Regions from separate parts of the Mus musculus genome. Here region 2 is linked to region 1. A link is a contact called in public promoter capture Hi-C data. All regions are on one chromosome and are shown on one strand. Each heading gives the region's core, a stretch centred on a gene start, on an enhancer-like site or on the middle of the called end of the contact. The rest is flanking DNA. Distances are from core to core; before and after follow the strand shown. Region 1 overlaps Gpr156 (G protein-coupled receptor 156). Region 2 holds the start of Cd80 (CD80 antigen).

What was found. Promoter capture Hi-C pulls out the DNA fragments that hold promoters and counts their contacts.
Region 2: a promoter capture Hi-C map of the 3T3-L1 cell line shows a contact between it and region 1, with 2.7 times the contacts expected there. The contact joins the promoter of Cd80 here to the enhancer-like site in region 1. A contact is called at or near these places in 3 of 39 promoter capture datasets (the 3T3-L1 cell line, hippocampal neurons and liver) and 4 of 115 datasets of contacts at active chromatin or transcription factors (double positive thymocytes, embryonic forebrain and embryonic stem cells).

The regions. Positions count from the first base shown.
Region 1 is chr16:37,952,832-37,959,754 of GRCm38.p6, forward strand. The region is part of intron 3 of Gpr156 (G protein-coupled receptor 156); the gene reads left to right. Among named protein-coding and RNA genes, the nearest start is that of Gm36225, 32 kb to the right of the region's middle. Within about 2 kb of position 2,945, at least 37 of the 459 cell types and tissues checked have an H3K27ac peak or open chromatin away from gene starts, as enhancers often do.
Region 2 is chr16:38,456,462-38,463,384 of GRCm38.p6, forward strand. It overlaps Cd80 (CD80 antigen), which reads left to right and starts at 2,472. Exons shown (of 5, transcript NM_009855.2): 1 at 2,472-2,828. The coding sequence starts at 2,720.

The DNA.
Region 1 (6,923 bases), core at 1,695-4,194:
ATGCGTTATAAAAATTGTGTAGAATGTGGACATTTACTCTACTTGCACCTTTCCAACTTCACCTGTTACTGTTTAATGAACATTAGCAAAAGACAAAAGCCCCCTGGTTCAGAGCCAAAGTAGTCAACACTCTTGACAATAACAGTAGGCAGCTTCCTGTTAGACTCGTTGACTCCCAGGACGATGGAGGGACTGTGGACACAGTTCATATCCAGAGAGGACAAGGAAAGAAAGGCCCGTGATGGATGCTTGTGTAGCCTGTGAGTTATACCTGCCGAGGAGAGGAGACTCAGTCCAAAGGATTCACATCCTTTACCGTGAGATATAAGTAAGTTAGGTGTGTGAGAGAGGAGAGAAAAGGAGAAGATGCAACCTGATCCTCCAAGGTTGCTCATGTATTAAACAAACAGTCCTGAGAAGGGTGTGGATGAAGAACAGGCAGGCATTCGTGTCTTGGAGTACTCAGCAAGAGTATACAGAGCTGTCCCTGGGCCCATGGTAGCTCTGCATCCATCTCAGAGCTCTGCATAAAGGCGCCTTCCATATCTGTAGGAGTGACAGTCAGATGCTCAGACTCAAAGTGCCCTTTCAATGCCCTCCTCACTCCCCTAGGCTTCCTCCCTGTTAGGGTCAGTGCATGGGTCCTCTGATGGCGTCTGGCAGGACCACTCACAATCTTGTGTGCATTGCTGTGTTTGCCTTCTCTGCCTTCAGAAGATCCACACCCTGGCTCCCGAGCACTGCCTTGTACCCTTTCTGGACTCTGCCTCCTGGGTTTCATGTAATCATCATCACAGAAGTCCTTAGCATCTCCATGCTTTTTGGAGAAGTCTTTAACGCACCTCTTCTTCCTTTTTCCCATTTCTGAGAGTGTTTTATTATCATCTGAGTGAGGCTGATCTTATTACCATCAATAGGAAATGTTTAGTGACCTGAATACTTATGTACCCAGGATACTGTGTAAAATATGATTTATGGGTTTCTGAGACCTTGAAATTTATCTGTCCCCAGGGTAGAGAAACATGAGCAAGTCGAGGTACATTCTGGTTTTGGGAAGAAAAAAAAAAGCTTTCGCGCAGAAAAGGGGCTAGTGGGGGAGGGAGATGACCAGCAGGAAGGGTTGGGGACTGGGGAAGGGTCAACAAAACAATTATCAAAATGCCATAATGAAATTCATTGCCTTGTAAAGTGGTTTTTTTTTTTTTTAAGAAATTAATTTTAAAATCCAGTTTGCAACCTAATGCCTTGCTGCCGGGCAGGATCTGTGCTGTTTTTCATATTGATTGTCCCAGGCCTGTCATCACTGTGGTTTGATTCATTGGAGCTGAGAGCAAGGTGAGGGGAAGGACAGGCTAGCAATACCAATCACTTTTGGCTGAGAGAAAGCTTGCACACTGGAGTTCTGGGATCGTTGCTGTAATCCCTGAATCCTGAGTGACATGGTGATTGCTGAGGAAGGAAAAGCAATCCATCCCAGAATGAACACCGGCCACGTAGCTCAGGTTAGGATGACATTGCAGGATCAGGGGCTGGATGAGGCAGAGGGACCAGGAACAGATCCTGGCTCTACCGCCACAGAAGCTAAGATTCATAGAAGGGAAATATTATTTGAGTTGTCATTTCCAAGGGATTGGACAGGGAGCTAAAACTAGATGTGGTGTCATGAGGCCAGATGCCACTGGCGTGTGGGGACAGGGCAGGGAGAGAGATGCGAAGCAACAGTGAGATCGTGCATAGAGAAGGTCTTTCTTGGGTCCTGCGTGTGGGATGGGATATGGGTGAGAGTGTGTGGAGGTTAATGAGGCAGTAGCAATAATCCATAAGAGCAGCCTCAGCTCAGTGGTTTGGCGCTCTTTAGCCATGTGGCAGACAGGCCTAGATGGATATTCAGCCTGGATGAACTGCTCACACCATGCGTGTGTGTGTGTGTGTGTGTGTGTGTGTGTCTGCGGATTCACATAACTAGCCAGGCATAGTGGACAAGCCTTAGGAGTCAGAAGCAGGAGGCTCATGAGTTCAAGACCAGCCCAAAATAAAATTTCTGTCTGAGGAAACCAAAAATAAATAAGCATCTTAAAATAAAAATAGATAAGACACATGGGCCAGCAAGATAACCAAGTGGTAAAGGCACTTGCCACCGAGCCTGACCTCCTGGGTTCAATCCCCCGGGGCCCATATAGTAGAAAGACAGAACTGTCTCCCATAAGTTGTCCTCTGACCTCCACATGCGCACACACAAGCACACTAGATAGATAGACAGACAGACAGACAGACAGACAGACAGACAGAAAACAGAACACAACTGTCGTTGCCCTATTACAGCTGATGATGAATGAGATTTACTGAATTGGGAGGAGGGTGTTTTAACTCTCTTACCACATAATGAGATCCTTGAAACTTAAAAAAAAAAAAAAAGATTTGTTTTTATTTTCATTGGTGGTTTGCCCGTATGCATGTCTGTGCACCACGTGCATGCAGTGAGTGCCCTCAGAGGCCAGAAATGGACCCCAGATCCCTAAAACTGGGAGACGTGAGCTGCCATGGAGAAGCTGGAAATCGAGTCCTGGTTCAGTATTCTTAGCCACTGAGACGTCGCTCCAGCCCCTCTTCTTGAATTGTTAATACTTATACATTTATTTATTTATTAGTGGTACTGAGGGTAGACCCCAGAGCCTTGCTCGTTCCAGGCAATTAGTCTACCACTGGCCACACCCCGGGGCCCCTGAGGGTTTTCATCTTTGCCCTCCATTGTGCCCAGACTATGCTGTTTCCCGAAGGACCGCTTCAGCTGGTCTGGAATAAAATCAAGTACAAGGATAAGCTCTTGGAAGACAGACAAGCTCTTTCCCCTCTTTAACACAGCTTCAGCTCTACAGACTGTGCATAGCAAAGCAGCTGCCTTAACTGTGACCCTTTGGCCCACTGCTTACTCCCTCCCCAGACACGACATGGCAAGTTCCCGAAGCCCTTCTGCCTGTAGTTTTACTGAACCTTCGTCTCAGTCCCAGCGTTCTACTGAAACCATCTGCTCTGGGCACACTACTGGCCATGTGCGCTGTACTTTTAGAAGGCCTTTGTGCATTCAAGGTTTTACGTGGGTGACTGTTGTTTATACAATTAGCTACTGGAGCCAGCATGGTAATGCAAGTCTTCACTCCCAGCTCTCTGAGCAGGCAGATCTGTGAGTTCAAGACCAGATTCGTATACACAGGAGTTCTGGGTCAGCTGGGAGTAGATAGACACCCTGTCATTTAAATTAAACACACACACAACACACACACACCCCAAATTGTCACAGTGTGCCAGATACTATCTAGGTTCTGTGTGGGTCAAAAAAATGGGGTCCCGAGTCTGGGTCGCTGGGCGTGGTGGACGCAGGGAGTTTGCCACAGGACCTCCGCTTCAGGGGTGAGGAAGGGGCAGTCTGGGGGTCCCCACGGACCTGTCAGAGTCAGACTCCAACTCTTGGGTACCACAGACGCTGCTAGGTACCAGGGAAGAGCCAGTTCTGGGGTCCCTGGGCCCCACGGAGGCCAGGGATGTCAGGTTCTCAGGTCTGGACACCACAGTCGCTGCTGGATGTTGCGGAAGAGCTGAGAATGGGTGGGGACCCACAGGTGGACTTTGGCCTGGGAGCTGAAGGGGAAAAGGCAGGAGGAGAGCTCCAGCTGGTTAGTGTGGGGAGGAGAGTCTTGGCTGGCTCAGAGGGCTTGCTCCATGGGCGGCTTGGGTTGGTGGTGGGGTTAGATTCCTGGCTTGTTAGGGGAAGACCTGCTCTGCGGATCCCGATGAGATGAGACAGTCCCTGGTTTTAGGGCATTTATTGTAGAAAGGCGGAGAGAGGGAGAGAGTAGAGAAGTAGAGGCCAGCCAATGGCCACATGAAGAGAGAGAGGAGAAGGGAAAGCGGAGAGAGGGGGAGCAAAGGAGCAAGAGAATAAGAGATAAGAGCGGGAGGAGGGGGCAAACAGCCCCTTTTATAGTGGGCTGGGCCATCCTGGCTGTTGCCAGGTAACTGTGGAGAGGATCATACCTGGCTGTTGCCAAGTAACTGTGGGGGTGGAGTCCACACAGAATACCAGGAGCTTGGGGCATTGCCTATGTAACTGATAGCCACACACCTCTCTTTGGGGGCGGGAGGGCTGTGGGAGGCTGTAGCTGTGACAGGAGCCAGGGCCACTTTATATCCCTTAGGGTCACCGGGATTCCAGGCCTGTGCTCAACTGAGGACCAGGCTGTCTGTGTACAGCTCACTGCCCCACAGTTCTGGGGTCATATTAAAGGAGAAACTAGACACACACACCGGGGGGGGGGGGGAGGATGGGGGGGAGAGAGCATGAGAACACAAAAAAATCACATTCTTCATGGAATTTGTTTTCTCAAAGTATGAGTCAGAAAATAATAAATATATGGGATTTTAGTGAAGAGAAATAGTGAATATGAGTTCTTAGGATAGGGTAGTTTAGACAGTGTGGCCAGATAAAACCTGACTGAGAGGTAACACTTGAGAATAGATTAGAATGGCTTGGGAAACAAGTCATTAGGAAAAACCAACCCTGACAGAGGGAACAGAGAGTATGAGACCCCTGAAGAAGGAACATGCCCACTGTTCAAAGAAAAGGAAGGAGAGAGATATGGCTGGAGCAGATTAAATGAGCCAAAATAGGAGCAGATGAGATCAAAGAAGCAATCCATGGGCACTCTATAGGTCGATGTAATTAGTGTGCCCTGAATGTTACGGGAAGCCATGGTGGGATTTGGAGCTGAGAAAGAACATTGCTTGACTTCCACTGGGTAGGAAGTCTAGCTGCTGTTTTATGAATAGAATATTAACATTTAATGGAGCTGTGCAGAAAGACCTTAAATAAAATCATCCCTCTGGGTGCCTTCATCCAGGCACCTAAATGGTAAAACTTAGAAGTTCCTCGGAAGGCTTGGACAGCGCCTCTTGGCTACCTGCTACTCTTGGGTAGGAAGTGGGCACCAGCTGGGCTGGGGTTCCCCTGCAGAGTATGTCCACATCCACCCCTTCTTCTTCATGTACTCTGCCACTGGAGGGCTGTCAACACAGAGAAGAGGCTCTGGAGGGACAGGGCCCTTCATTGTCTAAGAGAAGAGAAACTTGGTACCGAGAGGGTTGAATGCTTTATCCTAATGGTACTAGTTTTGTTTATTTGAGAGAGTGAGTAGGTGGGGGGGGGAGGGGAGAGGGAGGATTAATACGAATAATTGAAGTGGCCATAGGTGGTGTCAAATACCTCTGGAGCTAGAGTTACAGATGGTTGTGAGCCAACTGGTGGGAGCACTAGGAACTGAACCCATGAAACTCTGAAAGTTCTAACCACTAAGCCACCTCTCCAGACCCTCCGATGTACTATCAGGTATACCTGGGGACAGTATTGGCTACAGGATAGAAACGAAAGGAGCAAAGAAAGTCAGGTTCCAGCATTACTGAATAACGATAGGACATGTTCAAACAGTATAAAAACCGTTATTCAGGAAGAGAAAGATTGCTGAGTTTCTCTACATTGAAACTAAAAAGGTGAGTGTGGTGGTGCACACCTTTAATCAGAGCATTCGGGAAGCAAAGGCAGGGGGATGTCTGTGAGTTTGAGGCCAGCCTGCTTACATATTGAAATCCAGGACAGTCAGGAGTACATAGAGAGATCGTGTAGATAGATAGATAGAAGACAGATAGATAGATGATACTGGAATTCTCTGTTTGTTAAAAATGCTACTTTAAAAAAAATGTAGCCAAGCTGTAGAGTGAGAGAGTATACTCATAACATACATATATCAGTAAAGGATTTTTATCCAGAATGAAGAACTATAAATCAATAACAAAAACAGGAAAAACACCAATTTTTCTTTTATTGAAGATAGATTTTTTTTCTCATACAATATATCCTGATCATAGTTTCCCTCTCTGCTCCTCCCAGTTCCTCCCTCCTCCACTCTGCTCTAGATGCACTCCCTTTCTGTCTCTCATCAGAAAAGAACAGGCTTCTCGGAGATAATGACCAAACATGACAAAATCAAATATAGTAAGATGAAGGAATTTTTAAATGGATAAAAGATATGCAGTAACACTTCCCAAACAAATATATCCAGCTAGCCAATACACGAATAATGGTTGGTCGGAAACATGCAGACTGAAGTCACAGGAATAACCTACATGCTTATTCAATGTCTATTAGGGAAAAAATGGACAAAATTAAGTTTGGAGAAGATGAAGAGCAATAGGAATCCCAACGCATTGTTATGGAAGCATAGTTGCTTAACTAGAGAGATGTCCCAGACGCCTCATGATTTCAGGCATTGTGTGAATACCATAACACATTACACAGCCTAGACAGCCTAGTCTACTAGAGATGTAGGCTCTAGAGACCACTGCTGTGCATGCAGTCTGTATTCACGTGGTGTCTGAGTGTATATATAGATACATTCACTTTGTAAAACTGTCTAGCAAAATCTATAAACCTTGAACATATTCATACCCTGTATGTCTGAAATCCCAGCAAAACTACACATATTGCTACCAAAATATACTTACTACTATATTCCTAACAGTACTATTTATAACAAACCTATTTCAGACCATTTTGTATTGCTGTAACAGAACATCTAAGGCTAGAACATCTAAGAGCTTTATTTAGCTCATGATTCTGGGAGCTGGAAAGTCCAAACAGATTAGTGCTACTATTGGGTAAGGGGTCCCTGGCTCTATCACAACATGACAGAAGAACAGAGAACTAAAAATACCCAAAAGAGGTCAAGTATGTGGGGGTCATCTTGATTTATACCAGTTGACTGTCATGTTAACCAACTAAGATCAAACCTGTCGCCAGAAGGTGGACATTGATCCTCTCTAGACTGGTGCTTACAAGACCCAAATCACCCTTTGATATTGACATCCTCTCTCAA
Region 2 (6,923 bases), core at 1,222-3,721, 500 kb after region 1:
CTCAGAATTTACACTGTGGATCAAACTGGCTTCGAATTTAGAGATCTGCCTGCTTCTGCCTCTTGAGTGCTGGGATTAAAAATCACGTGCCACCATGTCTAGGTGTCTTTTAGTATACTTTAATCTCAGCAAAGCTATTAAAAGTAAATAATCATGTATGTGAAGTTGAAAATTGTGTCCTCCCTAGAAAAGGTACAGGGAAAATCTGCTACTCATTCACGTCATGACATTTCTCTGTTGTTTTATGCGCAGAATTATGTTTCCCTTTTAATCTGGAAACCATGACCTTTTGTTCAAGATCATCTTTATAATATGTTGTGAATACAAAATAAGAGGAAACTGTCTGGATCACTTTTCAGGAAGAAATAGGCAAAGAGGAAAAAAAGGGGTATTGAGACAGAGGGAGGAGAGAGGTAGGGAGGCAGGGAGGGAGAGAGGGGGAAAGGAGGAGGGAGGAGGGAGGCAGGGAGGAAGGGAGGGGGAGGGTAGTAGATACTTCCTGGGTAAATAGCTAGTCTAAGCTATAAACACCGTGTTAAGTCTCCAACAGACTGTGCCCTGTCAAGCTATTAAAGCCACGCTCTGGATAACCTGCACTATCTGTGCCCCAAATCCCCCATCCCTGGACGCTTCCATTTCCCACAATGAGCTACACTAGCTGTGGTCAGGTGGATGAAACAGATCCATCACTGTGACGGCTAGGAGCATACTCCTTGAGTATGGACAAGATGCAAATGGAGTTAGGATGATGGAGTAGACAGAAAACACTCCCCACCAAATGCTTACCACACACGAGCCAGCCAGGACAGCTTACACACCGCTGTCCAGGCAGAGCTAGTGGCTGCCCCTAGCGCTTCCTCTTCTTTGATACCCCAAAGTCTGAGTTTATTACATCCTTGGTGACCAAATCACATGGGAGCTTCCTCCGAGGTCTTAGTAAAGGGAAGTTGGAAAGGGGAAATTCCTGCCCCCCTGCCGTTTTAGTAACCAGAGGCCGCAAGAAGAGATCACTTGTATATACACGGGCCCCATCTTTTGATTTTTAAGACAAAAGAAAAAGAATCTTCTTCAACAAGTAAGTAAATGCATTTACTATTTATCATGCTATGGGACACCTTAGTAGAACACGCTATCTTCAGCCTTATCATATGCATATTTTGTTGTTGTTGTTGTTGTTGTTGTTGTTGTTAAAGACAGGGTCTCATATATGCCAGGCTGGCCTCAAACTTTCAGTGTAACCCAAGATAATCTGGAACTCCCGACTCCTCTGCTCCCACCTCTCCAGTGCAGGACACTGTTTATACCGTGCTGGGGAATTGAACTCAGAGCTCCCTGCATGTCAGCTAAGCATTCTACCGACCAAGTCCCATGCCCAGTCCCTAACTCCCCAACTTCACTGCTTTTTAAACATACATACAATCATAACTTGCCCTCAGAGCAGTCTCCTGGGGTCTCTTATTCTCAAGGCTGCGGCATTCCAACACTGTTAGAAAAACACCATCAGGATTCTTTTGTGTTTCCTAGATGCAAACATTTTTGTAGGGCGAAGTTGAGGTTTTTCTAATCAAGAAAATGCCGGTAACAAGTCTCTTCAAGCTAACTGGTTGGCTAAGGGGTATCTCTCCAAAAGAAGAGATCCACATGTCAGGCCAGTTGTAGGCATGATGTCTGTCTCCCTCCCTTTCTTTCTTTCTTTCTTTTTTTCTTTCTTTCTTACTTTCTTACTTTCTTTCTTTTCTGTTTTTTGGTTTTTCGAGACAGGGTTTCTTTGTATAGCCCTGGCTGTCCTGGAACTCACTCTGTAGACCAGGCTGGCCTCGAACTCAGAAATCTGCCTCTGCCTTTACCTCCTGAGTGCTGGGAATTAAAGGTGTGCACCACCATGCCCGGCTGGGATGTCATTCGTTTTCATTTCTCAATTTTGATACTTTATGGAAGAAAAAAGAAAAGATAGACAAGCCTCTTCATGTAATACTCCATAGTCTCAATAAGTGGTGTTCGTAACGTGGCTTCTCTTTCCTTACCTTTTACTGGTAGATTTCTCGGTTGATTGATGTCCCTGTAGGACTTACTGGGTTTAAGATTCTTGGTTTCCTGTTTTAAGATATAAAGAAACCATTTCCTAACTAAAACACTGCCTTGGACAAATATACTTTTGGCAGTCACTCTGTGTCCAGAATGGAATTTAAGCTTTCATGGCCTAGCTGCTAGTGAAGGTTCTCTGCTTTTTTTTGGCTGTTGTATGTGAAATGGGGTTGGGTGGGAACCACCTCACTGTGTTCTAGTGTTAGTCACCCCACCCCCGCAAGCAGAATCCTTTTACCCAGCTTTTTCACCCAGCTGTGCTCACCCGGTGCTCAGAACAGGCCTGGACAAGTCACCTCCCCTAGAGTTCTGGGGACCTTTGAGTTGCCCTCATGGCCACACCCTGATTCAGAACTCTCACTCTGTCGTAAGATAGAGCTACTGGGGAGTTTTATACCTCAATAGACTCTTACTAGTTTCTCTTTTTCAGGTTGTGAAACTCAACCTTCAAAGACACTCTGTTCCATTTCTGTGGACTAATAGGATCATCTTTAGCATCTGCCGGGTGGATGCCATCCAGGCTTCTTTTTCTACATCTCTGTTTCTCGATTTTTGTGAGCCTAGGAGGTGCCTAAGCTCCATTGGCTCTAGATTCCTGGCTTTCCCCATCATGTTCTCCAAAGCATCTGAAGCTATGGCTTGCAATTGTCAGTTGATGCAGGATACACCACTCCTCAAGTTTCCATGTCCAAGGCTCATTCTTCTCTTTGTGCTGCTGATTCGTCTTTCACAAGTGTCTTCAGGTAAGGAAAGAACTTTCAGGAACTTGACTTAAGCTCGCTGGGGTTTTGAGGGAGATGATGCTGTCTGTGCCGTATCTCTCCATTCACTTTGTGACACTCCCCTGTTCCCTTTGTGAACTGGAGAGCCCTTCAGAGTATCCTCTGGAGTACTTTAAAGCTATGAAAGTTCTGGTTCGATGAGGTTAAAGGATGCGGAGGGTCACACAGAAAGTTATACAGCAACTTAAAGCAAGAACTTCAACTCTAACACAGAGGTGGGGACATTGCCATTTCAACAACACATAAAACCAACGAGCAGCTTAGAGCTGTGGCCTCCTTCATCGCTATTAGATGTTCATTTACATCTTGTTATGTGCCAACAGCGTTGGTCTGGGGGTCTGGTTTCCAAAGTGCGTTTCTATGATACAACTTAATTAATGTAACCTACCTCTAAGATAATGTTGATCTTTTTCTTTGGGGTGGGGTGGGGAATTGAGACACTTCTTAGTATGGAATCTTTCTCTTAATATTTCTTCTTAAGTGTTGCTTTCTTCCTCTGGCAGCCAACACCCAAGATGTAGCACAAAAAATTAGCCTTTAAGATATTTCTAACGGGCTGTGTGTTTCCTATGATGTTCTTCAAAGAATATTTTGTTCTCGATGCATTTCTGCTTCTATGAAGGCAGTCTTACAGAAGCTACACTTCCAGGATTATTCAGAGGGCATGGGAGATCTGTGCAAGCCATGCCTCTATGTACTTGGACCACCATGTCCTGCATTACTATTTTTTTAATGGGGTAGCTGACACATGTAACTTTTTAAGGTCAGAAAACAAAAGATCTGCTTTCTAAGGAGTGGTGTATACATTGGTTTCTCACAAACAAGGAGGAAGCTGGACTTCCGGAAACCGGACTGTCCGAGGCCCTGCTGTAAAGCAGCTCACCCAAAACCCTGCCCTGAATATGAAAAACTGTGAGAGACAAGGAGAGGGCAGGGAGAGGGAGGATGAAAGATGCATAGACCACTGGCTACAAGTAGTGGCAGTTTTAAATTTTCTGTTCCAAGTTGTGAAACTTAGTTGCAGAACCCAGAGTACCATGACGTAAGTCCTCATTCACACTTCAGGTTCTGGACACGGTTAAATGTCCAATAATAGCCGGGTGTGGTGGCGCACGCCTTTAATCCCAGCACTCGGGAGGCAGAGGCAGGCGGATTTCTGAGTTTGAGGCCAGCCTGGTCTACAAAGTGAGTGCCAGGACAGCCAGGGCTACACAGAGAAACCCTGTCTCGAAAAACAAAACAAAACAAAACAAAAAAAGTCCAATAATTACATAGTTACAATCTTTTTCTGGAAATTAGGGGGGCACCCTCAAACTCAAGTCTTCAGGAGAAAGTATAGAAACCCAGAGACTGGGCTGGGAGTGGATGGGTGGGTATTGTGGAAAACTTTCAAAAAGTTAGAGAAGAACTGGCAAAATTTAAACCAAGCAATTTAAAACCATTGCACCAGAAAACTTGGTCAGAATTAAGCCAAAGTGATACATTTTTAGCCATCAGGAAAGTACTGTGTGCTATGGCTATGCCCGGTTCTTTCTGCTCTGAGTCAAAAAATAGTCTATGAATATCTTAGCTTTGAATGTCCACCTATCTCAGAGGTTAGTTGAGCCTGAGATTCGTGTCCTCAAACAAGTTTGCTTATGTAAGTCCTGCAGCTAACCCCTCAAGAAATAAGGGGGTCCTGAGATTCGTGTCCTCAAACAAGTTTGCTTATGTAAGTCCTGCAGCTAACCCCTCAAGAATAAAGGGGTCCTGATTACTGACACTGAGGATCTGAGAAAGGAGGGAGTAGGGGGGTTGGAGGAGAAGACCTGACGGAGGCAGATGGCAATGGAGGATTCGGGGGGCGGGTATCAGACTGACAGGGTCTCATGTAGCCTAGGCTAGCTACCCTTACTCACTAGGTAACGAAGGATGACTTTGAACTTTTGATCCTCCTGCCTCTACCTCCTAAATACTAGGATTCTAGACATCTACTACCATGCCCAGTTTGTGCAGTATTACAGATCAAACCCAAGGGTTTCTTACATTCTGGGCAAGCACTTTGCCAGTTGGGCTACATTGAAGCTGTGTGGCTTGTTCTTTGTAAGCATTGAATTCAACAAATAGCAGGCAGTTTCTGGGTACAAAGATGTGTTTGTTGGTCCTGGGGATAAATTATGAGTCCTTTCCTTCATGTAATCCCTAGTCACTGGAAGGAAGAAGACAAGAGATCTTGTAACCATAGCATTAAATATGTGACCACTGCAGAGAGGAGAACTTTGAAGAGAAGGCATTATTCAGAGGTGCTATTTTCAGTGGCTGGATCACGACCAGAAGGAGCCAGGCCTAGGCTTTCAGGTCACCATTGAAAATCTGAATGTTACTCAAATTGTACTGGGGGAGGGTTGGGAGGGTTTTAGAGGGAGGTGGGGTTGGCACTATCTATATATTATACATATCTAACACCTGGGGGTTTCTTAAAAGACAGTCTCCAATACAGGGGATTTTTTTTTAGAGAAGTGAAATTATTTTGCATAATACTATAACGATGTATCTATTATGCATAGATGTTTCAAGCACATATAAAGCACACCTCCTAGAGGGAAACGCTAAATCATGACTTTGGGAGATAATGATGTGTCAGAGGAGGTTCGTGGACTGTAACAAATGTGTCACTGTGATATGGGTGGCTGCTGAGGAGATGAAGCTGGAAGTCGAGGACAGGATCGGTCTGTGGGAATCCGTCATGCGTGTCTGCCCAATTCTGCTGGGAACCTAAAACTGCTCTGATAAATACTTCTGAAATATTTTATGTTTCGGTTTTCTGGAGTCAGGGTCTCACTCTGTTGCCCAGGCTGGCCTAGAATTCAGTACGTAGCTCGGTCTTGCCTTAAACTCCCAACTCAGCCTCCAGAGTAGCAAGGCTTAGGTCTGTGAGCTACCTACCAGGTCCGGCTTTAAAGCCTTCATTTAGCAGCTGCTGCTTCTTAGGTGGATTTGGAATGGGGCTTGAGCTTTGGCATCGCTAGGAAGCATGCAAGTGATGCTGAGGCTGGAGAACTGTACCGTCTCATTCGAGTATGAGGTCTGTATGCAAAGGACGGTTAAAGAAAAACAGGAAATGTGGAGCCAGATGTGTTAGCTCAGGTCTGTACTCCCTGATACACTGGAGGCTGAGCAGGAGGATCAAAGCATCAAGGCTTCCTGGGATAGAGAGTGAACTCAAGGCTAACATGGACCATACCTTGAAATAAAAACCATGGGCTGGAATAAAGCCTGGTGGATAGAGTACTCGCCCAGCATACATGAGGTGCTCGGCTTCATCTCTAGTAAGGTATAAGGCACAAGCCTATAATCTTAGCTCTTTGGAGGTATAGACAAGGAGAGAAATTTGGAGTCATTTTCAAGGGCATAGTGAGTTGGAGACCAGCTTGAGTTACACGAGTTCTTGTCTTGGAAAAAGCGGGGGAGGGCACTGAAGATATAGCCCAGTGATGGGTGCTAGAGGCTCTGTGTTCAATCCTTGGACTGAGAAACACAAAAATCTTTTGAGTTGCTGAAGCGTGAGGAATGGCTGGTAGAGCAGCCACAGCCATGGTGCAAAAGTCTAACAGGAGGCTGTTTCTGGAGCCAAATGTATAGGGGGATGCAATGGTCCTGATGAAAGAAAGGTGTTGGGGGGGAGTGGATGGGCTAAGGATGTACAATATGAAGCTGGTGAGGACTGGGCAGGTTTTGGTGAGGATGTGGGTGGCCTGTGGTGCCTGGGGTCAAGATCAAGTCAGGTGAAGTAAGATAATACAGAACTGTTTTGGAGTTGGGTGGATGTACTACACCTTCAGTCCTGCTCTGGGACAGGAAGCCACACCCTGGTGGCATGGTCCTCTCTCTCCTATTACTCTCCAGCCATCTGTACCCAGAGCAAGTTGGCCTCTTTTCTTTACAAGAGAGAACTCAGCCATATCCTCTCTGCCATCAGGTTTCAAACAGGGTCTTCTGAGGTAGAAGCACATGACTGTATTCCAGAAAATGGTGGCTAGGAGCAACGAGCATAAATGGGCAGCCTTCCCCTCAGGG